3 separate regions of the Gossypium arboreum genome follow, and regions 1 and 2 are each linked to region 3. A link is a contact called in public Hi-C data. All regions are on one chromosome and are shown on one strand. The core of a region is the stretch at or near the end of the contact, and the rest is flanking DNA. Distances in the headings are between cores, read along the strand shown. Region 1 holds the start of LOC108461379 (ATP-dependent 6-phosphofructokinase 5, chloroplastic). Region 2 holds the start of LOC108467161 (probable glucan 1,3-beta-glucosidase A). Region 3 holds the start of LOC108461140 (GLABRA2 expression modulator).

Region 1 (3,990 bases), core at 1,103-3,602, 190 kb before region 3:
CTAGGATGGAGCACGATATTCTAACAAACCATTAAGAAACAATGCTTACCGGCATTTCAGTCAAGCCTTTGTCTGAGAATCCACGATAACCGAAAGGAATCCCCACAATGTTTTTTACACCATATATTTCCAGTGTGATGACAATCTGCACTAGTTCATTAATTTAAGAATGTATTGGTCAAAAAACACTAAAGCATTCAGGTTTCAGACTAAACATGAAACTTTAATCTAACATTATATTTATGGTGTTAATATCCAATCATCATTACTTCATCCTACTTTATCAGTTTATCATGAAAGTAGAAGAAAAACTTTGGTACATGGTATTTTGAAGTTAAACTGAAATCTATTGACCAAGAGAACAATATGAGACATATTGCATGTCCAGAATCTTGGTCAGTAGACACTGAACATGAATTTTTTATTTTAGCATGAAATACAAATTAAAAACCAGTTAACAATTACATAACCAAACAATGAAAGCACTGAGTTGAATCAAATAGCGTAGCTGTTGTTGGTAATTACAATCATGCCAGCAGCAAATTGAAATTTTAAGTATGGTGCTGACCTGTCTAATGACATCATTAAGACCAGGGCAAAGCCCACCACAAGTAACAATTGCAGCCTTCACTTCTTCTGGTTTGAAATATATTTTCTCTCGAGGCCCAGCACGATGAACCCTAAGATGATATGTAATGTTACATAATATCATAACTGCCAAATGAACTACAAAGTTTCATACATTAAACAAAGACAGTGATAAGGGAATATAAAACATGGTAACAAATGTGGACACCTGATGACAGTGGACATATAAGTTACAAAATCTACTAGATCAATACAAAAGTTGGGAAACAATATTAAAAGCAATATAACATTATTTTACCACATATTATTAAGTATTGTAGTGAATGCAATAGAATGCATGAGTCTATGTAAACCTATAAATAAGTAGAGAATTATGCTTACCATTGTTCAACCCAAGTACAGTTAGGATCAATGCACTCCGCACCGGCAGATGTAGGAGACGAGTAATGTATGACCTGAAATATTTAAAGATCAGAATCTTGACCAATCTAGTCTAAATGCAGACGACTAACCGAAGCAAATGAAAGATTATTTCTGCAGAGCTCGAACAATTAAACCAATATCTTGATTTAAGATATAAAGATAAAAACAGAGAGACAAGCAAACCAGAATTTACTTCTAAAGGAGCAAGACAAGTAAATTTCTTTCCTGAAATTATTTAAGCCATTTCAGGTGATTTTGAATTCACATTTCAAACAGATACTCAACACATGGAAATTATCAATTTTGAACATGATCTCCAAGCTCTAAACGATAAGCTCATGTAAGAATTTCAATTCTCCATAACACAATTCAGCAAAACATCAGTGAAATTTAAATACATATATATGGAAAAGATATTACCTTAAGAAGCACTCTATCGTTATTATTAATATAACCATGCCATTCCTCATCCGACGGATAGCCTTCCGCAAAATCCTCAGTTACCGGAGTTCTGTAACAAAAAAAAAAAAAAGAAGATCATTTAAGTTCTATTTGCTAAGTTCAAAATAAATAATTACTTCACAAAATAAATTAATAATTAATAAGATAAATGCCATCAAATTCATTGAACTCCAAAATAACTACAATATTTTAGAATTTTCTCACTCTCGGGAGTAAAAAAAAAAAAGAAAAAGAACACTCACAAGAAGTGAAAATCAGCTGGAAACAATTTCAAAAAAACAAGGAAAAAAGGAACTTTTTTTTTACCTCATTCTGAGACAGAATGTGGAAGGAAACGACTGAGCATCGGGGAAAGTATCGGTGATGTGAGGAATATTAAAGCGTCTTTCGAAATCTTGCTGGAACTTTGACTTCCAATCAGGATCACTAAAATCGATACAATTTTTCGAGCTCTGTTGACTACATTCAACCTTGAAGAAACCACTAGTACTCCTCTGCGATCTCAGTGTACCGAGATTCAAGGAACTAAATCCATGGCGGAAACGGAGGAGACGACGGTGAACGTTGTCGTTTCGAGGGAGGCGGAGTTTCGGAGAAGCCGAAGTGGTGATCGTATGGGAAAGAGTTTCCATTAAACGACAAGTAAAGTTGAGTTTTTAGCTTTCTTTTTTTCCCTTTTTGTTTTGGTAGTTGCAGAGTCTATGATCAAAGATTCAAAGCTTTTTATTTTTTTTTTGTTTTTTTTTTTTATTTGGGAAAGCGGGGTATTTGGAGGGAGGGAGGAAAAATAAGAGGAGACAGAGAAAGCAGACAAATCGAAAACGGCAGCCGGTTTTGGCCGTACCTACTACAAAGTGTTTTGGCTTATAAAACCGAGGAGGCTTAAAATTCAACGGAGTTGCCACTTCTTTGACCATATTAACCTTTTCAATTTTTTTATTTTGATTAAAATTTGGCTTTTTTATCCTATAATACAAAAAAATAATTAAATATTAAAATGGTATTCTCTTGACATTATTTACCAAAATGGGTTGAAGTAAACAGTACCGAAGGGTTGTGCCAGAATTGGTGTCGACACTAATTTTTTTTTCTCAATCATTTAACCATATTAGCTAATAATTTATTTAAAAAAACTAATCTTATTTAAATGGTAGAGAGGCCATATGCAACGGTACCTATATTATACACCTATACCAGGCAAAATTGGGTTTGTACGGGTAAAAAAGGGTGGAGGGGCATTCATTGGTGGCACTAGGGTTGGAGAGCACATGTCAGGTGACACTAGAAAGAAGAGAGAGGCCGTCAGGCGGCACCATTGGGAGGAGGGACTGTCATGTGGCACCAGACCATTATAAATTTGAGTTGAACAATTGTAGCAATTTGTGTGTTTTCTTGAATTGTTGAAGTAATTTTTTTGTTTTGCTGAATGGTTGTAGCAGCTAACCGATAAGAAGAAAGGAAAGGATTTTTTTTTTGTAGAAGAGAAAACAAAGAAGAAAAGTCAGAAAGATATGTAAGGTTTGTACAGTGATTAATTTTTGTTATTATAATTTTTTACAGTTGAATCTTGTTTTGTTTTTCAAATAATTATTGAGAAATTTAATTATGTTTAAATATTTTTACATATTTAGATTGAAGATGGATAATCAATTTTTGTATATGTTTATTTCGATGGAGTAATTTTAACAAAAACAATTACTTGTATATTTAAATTTTGCCAACAAATAATTATGAGATTTAATAGAAATGTGTTGATTAATGATATGAAAAAAATGATCAATGCAAAAATTGTTAGCCGTTGTGAGAGAAGGATCTCGAAACTATACTACAAATTTCCAGTTTCGCCAAATCCCATCAAATTCACTAAGATGGAACTTGTAGATGATGAAGAAGTGGATACAATGGTCGCATTTTATTGCCAGAATCAGAGTGGCCACACTGAACCGATTTAACTGTTTGCTGAGTTAGTTAATGTAGAGTCAGCTGAAGATGTCATTCCACTAACTAAAGAACATGGAGTTCAAGATCCGTATACGGATGTTCTGAGAGTGTCTATTGATAGGCGATCATCTGTACGCAGGTTCAACATCGATTTTAATGTTCCACCTGCGTCTAATACTCTTAACCTGAGTCCCCGTTTACAAATACATCAGATGGTGATTGAAAGTGATATAGATGGTGAAGATGGATATGATAATAATGGTCCTTTTGATCATAAGGTTGAAGATTATAGTTATCCCGATCAAGATGAGGTCCCAGAAGATATCGACAATGAAGGCGCTAATGATAATGAAAATGTTCACGCATCTTCAGTCAGGAACCCAATTTGAGGCATTGTCATACACAATGATCCTAGGGCCCCACATGTTGATTGTAGATTCCGATACGACACATGCAGCTGAGTTCCTTGAGTATCCCGATATGCTACCTGTTCACCGATTAGCCACAGATCCCAAACGTAAGGAGTTGTTTATGGGCCAAAAATCCGCGACCAAGGAAGACTACATATTTGCCATC
Region 2 (3,963 bases), core at 133-2,632, 260 kb after region 3:
AGCAAGCATAACACCAGTAGGTCCAAACAGTGAATCAAGCTCAAGTTTAGCATACAAAACATGATCAAATTGTGAGATAAAGACCAGCAAATTTGATCGGCTTCTTACCGTAAAGGTTTCCCATGAAGATGCATCATCTCTATCAACTGAAATGTCCATCCCACCTCCATTCTCGGCAGAAACATATTTCTGCAACGTCACCGACTTGAATTGAACCTGTGTTCCATCCTACATTTCAATATCCATTAACATATGATTAGAATTTTCATGGAAAAAAACTAAGAAAACCCCATAAATCATTAAAAAATCAAAGTTTAATACTCACAAGCATGTCTCCATTGGGAATGCCATCAAATAGAGAAGGTTTGATCCAACCTTCTATAACCAACCACCCTCCTAAGTTCACCCCTCTCACTTTAGAACCTCCATGCACTCCCTCCACTTACAAAATTAAAAGAGAATTTCTTTAACAATTTTGGTCTTCTACACAATTAAGCATTTTCGTTTTTTTTTTTTCAAGATACAACAAGTAATCCAAGGAAAAGAAAACCAAGCTTTAAGCTGACCTGCAACTGCTACAGAGAAGATTAGCCAACAACAGAGTGAAAATAAAAATACCCATTTGCTAAAGACAAGTTCCATGAAGAATGCAGCCTCTTAACTGCATCAAACAAAAGCTAAAACATGGAATCCATTAAATCCAACAGAAAAAAAAAAGCAAAAAAGGAAGAGAGAGGGAGAGATTAAGCAAAAACGTCCCTCTCTCTGAAAAAAAAGAACCATCCACTTGGGAGAGTATATAATAATCCCTTCCTATCAACCAATCTACACAAAATTCAACCTTGTAAACCATAATATTTAATTATTTAACATGGGTTTTGCATAAATATACTGCATTGGTATCAAAAACTCAATCTTCTCCCCATATCAAGACAGAAAAAAAAAAAAAAGGAACCCCATTAAAAATATTTAACAGAAGAAAAAAAGAACAATTTTCTACAGTTGTCAATGAATAAAAAAAAGAAGGGGAACCTGAAAGCTTCTCTTGATATCACATTTTTTAAAGGTACAAAACCCAAGAAAAAGTGGTTAGAAAGGAAGCAGCCTTTGGTTAGATTTGGAGTTAAGAAAAAAGGTTGGTCTTTTAAGCACAAAAGATTACAGTTTGAAGTTGAAACCGCCTTTAAAAGAGCAAAAAGATAAGGCAGTTGGTTCCCACCACTTCCCGTTATACATTCACATAGAAAATAAGAGTTCCTATTTTCTATATTTATGTTTTCTTCTCTTCCTGTTGATGCCCAGAGTCTTTAAACCCAGTCTCAACTATTTTCAAGTTAATACTCTTTTCATTTCTTTTTCACTATATCATTATTACTACCGTAGTACAGCAGGAGAATATGATTTTGAATACATTTGGACGGATTATCTTCTTGTCAATAGATTGAAAGGGGTTATGAATATGATAAAATAAAAAATCTATAGTAAATTTAATGTTAAAACAATAATAGAAACAAAATTTATTGAAAACCCTTTGACCATATTTTAAATATTATCAAACTAAATATATATTTTGGAATTATCAAATTATATTTCTAGACTATTTCTTTTTAATACATATGAAGACAAAAATTCAAATTAGTAGAAATCATATATATTATTAACTCTAAATGTTACACTTGTAAGATCCGCACATTATTTTTATGAGAGAGAAAAGAGCTTGAATAGCCCTTGGCTTAATGGAGGTTTGGCTATTGGTTTAATGGAGGTTTGGCTAAGTTAAAAATATTGTTTTTAAGGGATAATATTAAATTATAAATTTTGAAAAGTTAAAATTTATATATTTTTATTATTTTAAAGAGATTAAATTAAATATTTTTAAGGGAGTAAAGTATAATTTTATAATATATTAACTTCTAATTATAAACTTTTTAGGAGATTAGAAGGGAATGGTCTATTTTGAGAGGATAAAGTCCCTATCTGTCCCTATATTTGCTTGTTTGAAGAAATTTGGAATTCAAATTTAATTTGATGTAAATTATAAGTGAATTCTTTTCGTATTTCATTTTAGTTAAAGTTTTAAGTTAAATTTGTTAAGAGTATTATTTTTATGCGTGTATTATTATATAAGTTAGCAATAAATTAATTTAATTGGTAATATTTTGTTACTCTTATGACTTATTTTTAGCAAAGAGAAAGGAAAATTTTTCCTTTAGTTTGAAGAGGTTTTGTTTTTTACACAAATTTTTGCTCATCTTTCTAATTTTAAGTTTAAAATTGTACTAGCTATTCTGTATTTTATGCCTAATTGTTATAATACATATGTAATAAATAAGTTTCTTCCTCGTGTTATTATACTAATAACCTAACAAGGCATTAATGTTTCTTATGTCATAGTTATGTTCATATTATTATATTTTAATGGGTAAACTACTCCATTAGTCACTCAAAATGATAATCGTTCCTACTTTGGTTTTGTTTATTTGGTCACTATAAAAAAAGAAATTGATCAAATTGGTCACTTTAATGGAAAAACTAACAGTGTATTTTTACATATTATTTTGGGCTGACCAAAATAAGAACAACTCCTATTTAGAATGACTAACAAGTAGTTTACCTTAATTTTAAAATGACTAACATGAAAACGTACAATTAGCATTATGTTACCATCAATTGGTGGAGTGACAAATTTGATCAATTTTTTTTTGAGTGATCAAATTAACAAAAAGAAACTAAATGATCAAAATAGGAATAACCTCTATTTAGAGTGATTAATAAAATAATTTATGGTATTTTAATTTTCAATTCCTTTATAATTATAATATCTAATTATAATTATAATTATTTGAAGGTTAATTATGTATACCTATAATCATACTTAATACTTTACTTTGTTAAAGGGGGAAAAGAAAAGGTTGTGAATAATTGATGGATTGAAGGGCAAAAGGAATCTTATGCAACCGACCTTTTTTGACACCAAATTATGTCGATATTATGGGCGGTCTATCCTTTTTGCTTCTCTCTCTTGTCACCCTTTTAAGGGTCTCGACCCATCTTTTATTTAGAAATGACAAATTTGGATACTATTCAAAGATTTTAAATGAATTGTGAGAAAATGTTTTTTTTAAAATGCTATTGAGAGATTTGATATAAGATTTTGTCTTCAGAAATTTGAAGTGGTTTTAATTCCGTTTTAATTGGAAGAATTCATCAGTTTTTGATAAATGTAGAGTATTGGAATCTATGACATACTTTTAGAGAAGATAATAATAATGTTAACGGCTTGGAAACGATAGAAGGAAGAATTATATATAGTTATTTGAATATTCCCTTAGAAGGGTTGGCTTAGTTATATGTAATTTAATTGTTTTATTTATAAAATAATTTAAATTAAATGTAAATTTATTAATAATATGACGTATAAAATTTTAATTTTAAATATTTTAATCAATTAATATAAATTATTTATAAATTTTAATTTGAATACGCGAATAATATTTTAGATATTATAATAGCATATAAACATAATTGTTGTAAATTAATTAAAATTTTCATAATCGATAGAATATTTGTTTATCCAATAAGTGCTGGAATAATTTACTGAAATATAAAGTATTTATATTTTCCCATATATTTATTCCTATTATTACTATGATGTTATTTGATATTGATTTATATTTTCCCAAACTTGATTTTGAAAAATCTAAACCTAAATATATTTAACTTTTGGTTTAGGTTGAAAAGTCAATTTGAAAAATTAGTTTAACTCAAAAGCTATCTACTTACAATTATTTTTGGCTTAAAATTTGATTTGACTTAAAAATATTTTTCAATCTTAATATTAAACACACTCTAAGTAGAGGTGTTTATGGTCGGACCGAGTCAAGTTCAAGTTTAGATATTGTATAGTATTAACACAATTTATGTTTATTTAAATCCGGGTCAATTTGAAATATGAATTTTAAA
Region 3 (3,590 bases), core at 621-3,120:
TGTTAGAGACAGAAGGTGAGAAGTATAAGGAGAAAAAAAAAAAAAAAGAGACCCCAAAGTTGGACAAAGTTTAAGAGACATTTATAGTGCAAGAGCTGTCATCAACAAATGTCCACGAGACATCTCAACAAAGAAATAGCAAATATGGTTTGGATAATAATAATTCTATCGATTAGAAGAAACAAGAATATACTTTCAGTTATATTTAATATATGGGTAAGTTTTGAGCATCCCTAAAGATAAATCAGATGATACCCATGACTTAAGAAAACTAAAATGTTTAGACTTTAAATAATTAGCTATACGACTAAATGCAGAATAAAGGAACAACTAGCTTGCTTCTGATCCAAGGTCAACCACAACAGACTAGAAAGCTCTTACTAACCATTGAGAGAAATGGAAGCAATAACCACTAAATCTCTGGAAACTAATGCTACATCATGCCCCCCTCCTCTTTTTACTGAGCCATTCATAACACTAACTCTATGTTTGGGTAGATGCTTGTACAGAAGGTCCACCAGGTTTTCTCACCCCTGATTACCTCCCTCGGCTAGGGTGTAAATAAGTCACATTTTGCTTTGTCAAATATTTTATCAGCTCAAGTCTTTTGTTTGATTAAATGCAAGTCTATAACTCAAATCTTAAGCCTGCTTTATAAGAAGTGAACATGCCAATTGAGGAAACTGCAGTACCCTGACCTTAAATCTTACATCAAATTCTATTCTTTCCCTAGTAAATATTTAAGACACAAATGCTAACTCCAGCCAACACTTGACAAATCAATACTACATTTCCTAAAAGCATGTTAAAAACAAGAAAAAAGAATGAAGTTTATTACATTCTCTCCCTTTCCTTAATCACAATATCTAAAGTTGTCCAAAATTGCCAAAATGATGCTTCCCTAATATCCTATAGTACTCTTAGAACTAGCGTGCTATACAAAACACGAACCCTACCAAATAGTTCACCCAGATATTAAACCCTAATTCAGTATCTGAGATTTCAGCTTTCAGTAATATCAACCAGCCAAAATGACCAAGCGCTCGATATCAATTCTAACCCTAAAAGCCCAATCGCAATAGAATTCATACCAGATACAAATCCAACCAAGAGGGGAAGCACCAAATATTAAAAATAAACTAGAAAGCAATTGAAATTCTAAAAGAAAACAGAAAAAATACAGTGCTGCCACGTGTTCCCGGCCAGATCCTCTGCTTTCCTCGTCGCTTCTGCCACCTTCCTCCCCCATCTCCCTAAGACATCCTTCACTGTGTCCATCTTCTCTGGTTCCAAGTTCAGAAAAGAAATAATTTAATAATTAATTTAAAAAAAAATCAAAATAGAAATAAAATGTGTAATGGCTTGCCTTTGAAGGAAGCGGAAGAAGATTCCGTAGGCGGAGCATGAGTAACGTAAGGATTGGATCCGTCAGGAGCTGACATGGTGGAACTGTGATCCACAGCACGCGACTCGCTGATCAATTCCGGACTCCAATGAACTGATTTCCTCGATCCAGATGGTGACTGAACCGGTGATTGCTCGCTTTGAATCTGACTCACTTTCGGATTCTGAGTCTCTTTCTCTTCCTTTTCCTGAGGCTCTGATGTTGGAACCACAACAAAGCCCTCCGCATCCATTGCGGGATCCGAGTCTTTCAGGTTCGGTTCTCGGATCGGAGCTGAGCTGGAGTTGGGTTGCGTTTCTGTCTTCGTTTGTTCCATTGCTCTAGAATGTGCGAGGAAAAGCAGGCCGTGCGTAAAGTGGCGTGAGGGATCGTTTGCTAGAAGTTTAGCAGGAGAGGAGACTGTTATTGAAAGCTTTAAGTGTTACGGGCTCCACCAACTTTGTCCTAAAATCCAATTAATAGATCTAATTTCATCCAGGAATCTATATTATCTTTCAATTTTGTTCTTAAGTTACATATTTGGTTCAATTTTGATATTAGTTGCTGTACTTTCTGTTTGTTTATAATTTCACCAATTTTTGGTTGCAACTCACAAAAATAAATTTTAAAATCTAAATTGATTTTTTGAAAGTAAAATATTTTTAAGCAATCATTTTTGAAAACTATTTTCAATAAAATAAATATTTTAATTCAAATCTAAAATATTTTAAATATATATTTCTTTATTTTTATAGCAAATCTCTAGTTGTCGACTTTAAAATTGTTTCTTTTATATGTCAATGAAAGTTGATTTTAATGAAAGTTGATTTTAGAGGTGTTGCATCATATATATATATATATAGGAATAACTTACATATTTGTGTATTTTTAATTTATTTTTGTTTGTTATTTTTATTAGAAGCTTTTAATGTTTATTTGAGGCTCTCAAAGTTTGAAGTTTTATTATGAAGTTATTATTTAATTTTTTATTGAATTGATGTTAGGAATAAAAATATATATAGTGAATCCTCTTCAGCTTAAGTCCTCATCTTGACAAGCTTATATGGCATTTTACTGTTGATGGTTAGTATAGTGTTAAGTCAGCCTACATAACAGCGATGAGCATGTACTCAAACGTGAATGAATTGGCTCGGGATGGACCTTGGCAACAAGTTTGGCAAGTGCAAGTTCTCCTCAAGTGAAGGAATTCATATGGCGTTGCCTGCACCATTTTCTTCCTGTTAAAATGCCGCTACTTGAGACGTGTATTGCGGTGTCGGCCGAATGTTACCAGGGCCATGGGGATGAGGATGTTGAACATGTTCTGTTGCATTGTTGTAAAGCGCAGGCAGTTCGATGGCCTGCAAATATCCCTACCGATAATGTTACATAGAATGATTTTTTGTTGCGACGGTTGGCTTTGTTATGTGGCCATGCGCCGAGGGCTTGTGCTTCTGTGGTAAATTTGGTTAGCCCAGAATCTCGTTCAATGGCAGCATTGTGAGCTTTCTCCGTCTTGGGTTATCTATAATGCTGACTGTTTAGTGCAAGATTGGATGGTAGCCAACATGGTTTATACTTCTGCCACTGATCCGTCAGCCTCGGGTATGGTGGGTGTGGTTTAGGTCGGTGTGCGGGAGGGAGATGGCTTAGGTGGTGATACTCGTTCCTTGTTCGTATGGGACAATATGTTGGCAGTCACCTCATCATGGTTTTATCAAATTTAACGTTGATGTCCAGGAGTGAAGCTAGGCCGAAATTAAATTGTAACTTTTACTATAATAATTTTTAAAGGATTAAATCAAAATTTTATCATTTTTAGTGGGGCCAAAGTACAATTCTACCTTTACTAATTTATAATTTTAAAAATTTTAAAAGATCAAAATGAAAAATTGAGTCGGGACCCCTGCCAATCCCCTTAGATTCGCCCCTGTTGATGCCTCAAATTTTGAAGACAAACATGCTATCGAGGTTGGCGGTGGTTATTCGCGACAATCATGGTCACCTAGTAAAAGGCCTTACGGGGTTTGAAAGGGCGTCGTTCAGTCTTAGGATAATAGAGGTTTTTGTTGTCAGGGAGGCTTTGTCGTGGCTAAAATTTTGGCATCTTGGCCATGTCATCATCATGTTGGATTGTATGTCAGTTGTGCATGTGTTGACTCGACCCATAGACGATGATTCTGAATTCGATTGTTTAATTTCTGAT

The links. A called contact is a pair of places that touch in the nucleus more often than the background predicts.
Region 1: a contact with region 3 is called in a Hi-C map of leaf, with 3 times the contacts expected there. The contact joins the promoter of LOC108461379 here to the promoter of LOC108461140 in region 3. A contact is called at or near these places in 2 of 5 Hi-C or Micro-C datasets (both in leaf).
Region 2: a contact with region 3 is called in a Hi-C map of leaf, with 3 times the contacts expected there. The contact joins the promoter of LOC108467161 here to the promoter of LOC108461140 in region 3. A contact is called at or near these places in 3 of 5 Hi-C or Micro-C datasets (all in leaf).

The regions. Positions count from the first base shown.
Region 1 is chr2:6,783,013-6,787,002 of ASM2569848v2, reverse strand. It overlaps LOC108461379 (ATP-dependent 6-phosphofructokinase 5, chloroplastic), which reads right to left and starts at 2,352. Exons shown (of 13, transcript XM_017761219.2): 1 at 1,780-2,352; 2 at 1,432-1,522; 3 at 970-1,043; 4 at 569-680; 5 at 50-145. The coding sequence starts at 2,105.
Region 2 is chr2:6,338,440-6,342,402 of ASM2569848v2, reverse strand. LOC108467161 (probable glucan 1,3-beta-glucosidase A) reads right to left here and starts at 1,382. Exons shown (of 11, transcript XM_017767706.2): 1 at 1,033-1,382; 2 at 567-661; 3 at 326-441; 4 at 109-228. The coding sequence starts at 642.
Region 3 is chr2:6,594,548-6,598,137 of ASM2569848v2, reverse strand. LOC108461140 (GLABRA2 expression modulator) reads right to left here and starts at 1,870. Exons shown (of 4, transcript XM_017760863.2): 1 at 1,367-1,870; 2 at 1,182-1,283. The coding sequence starts at 1,721.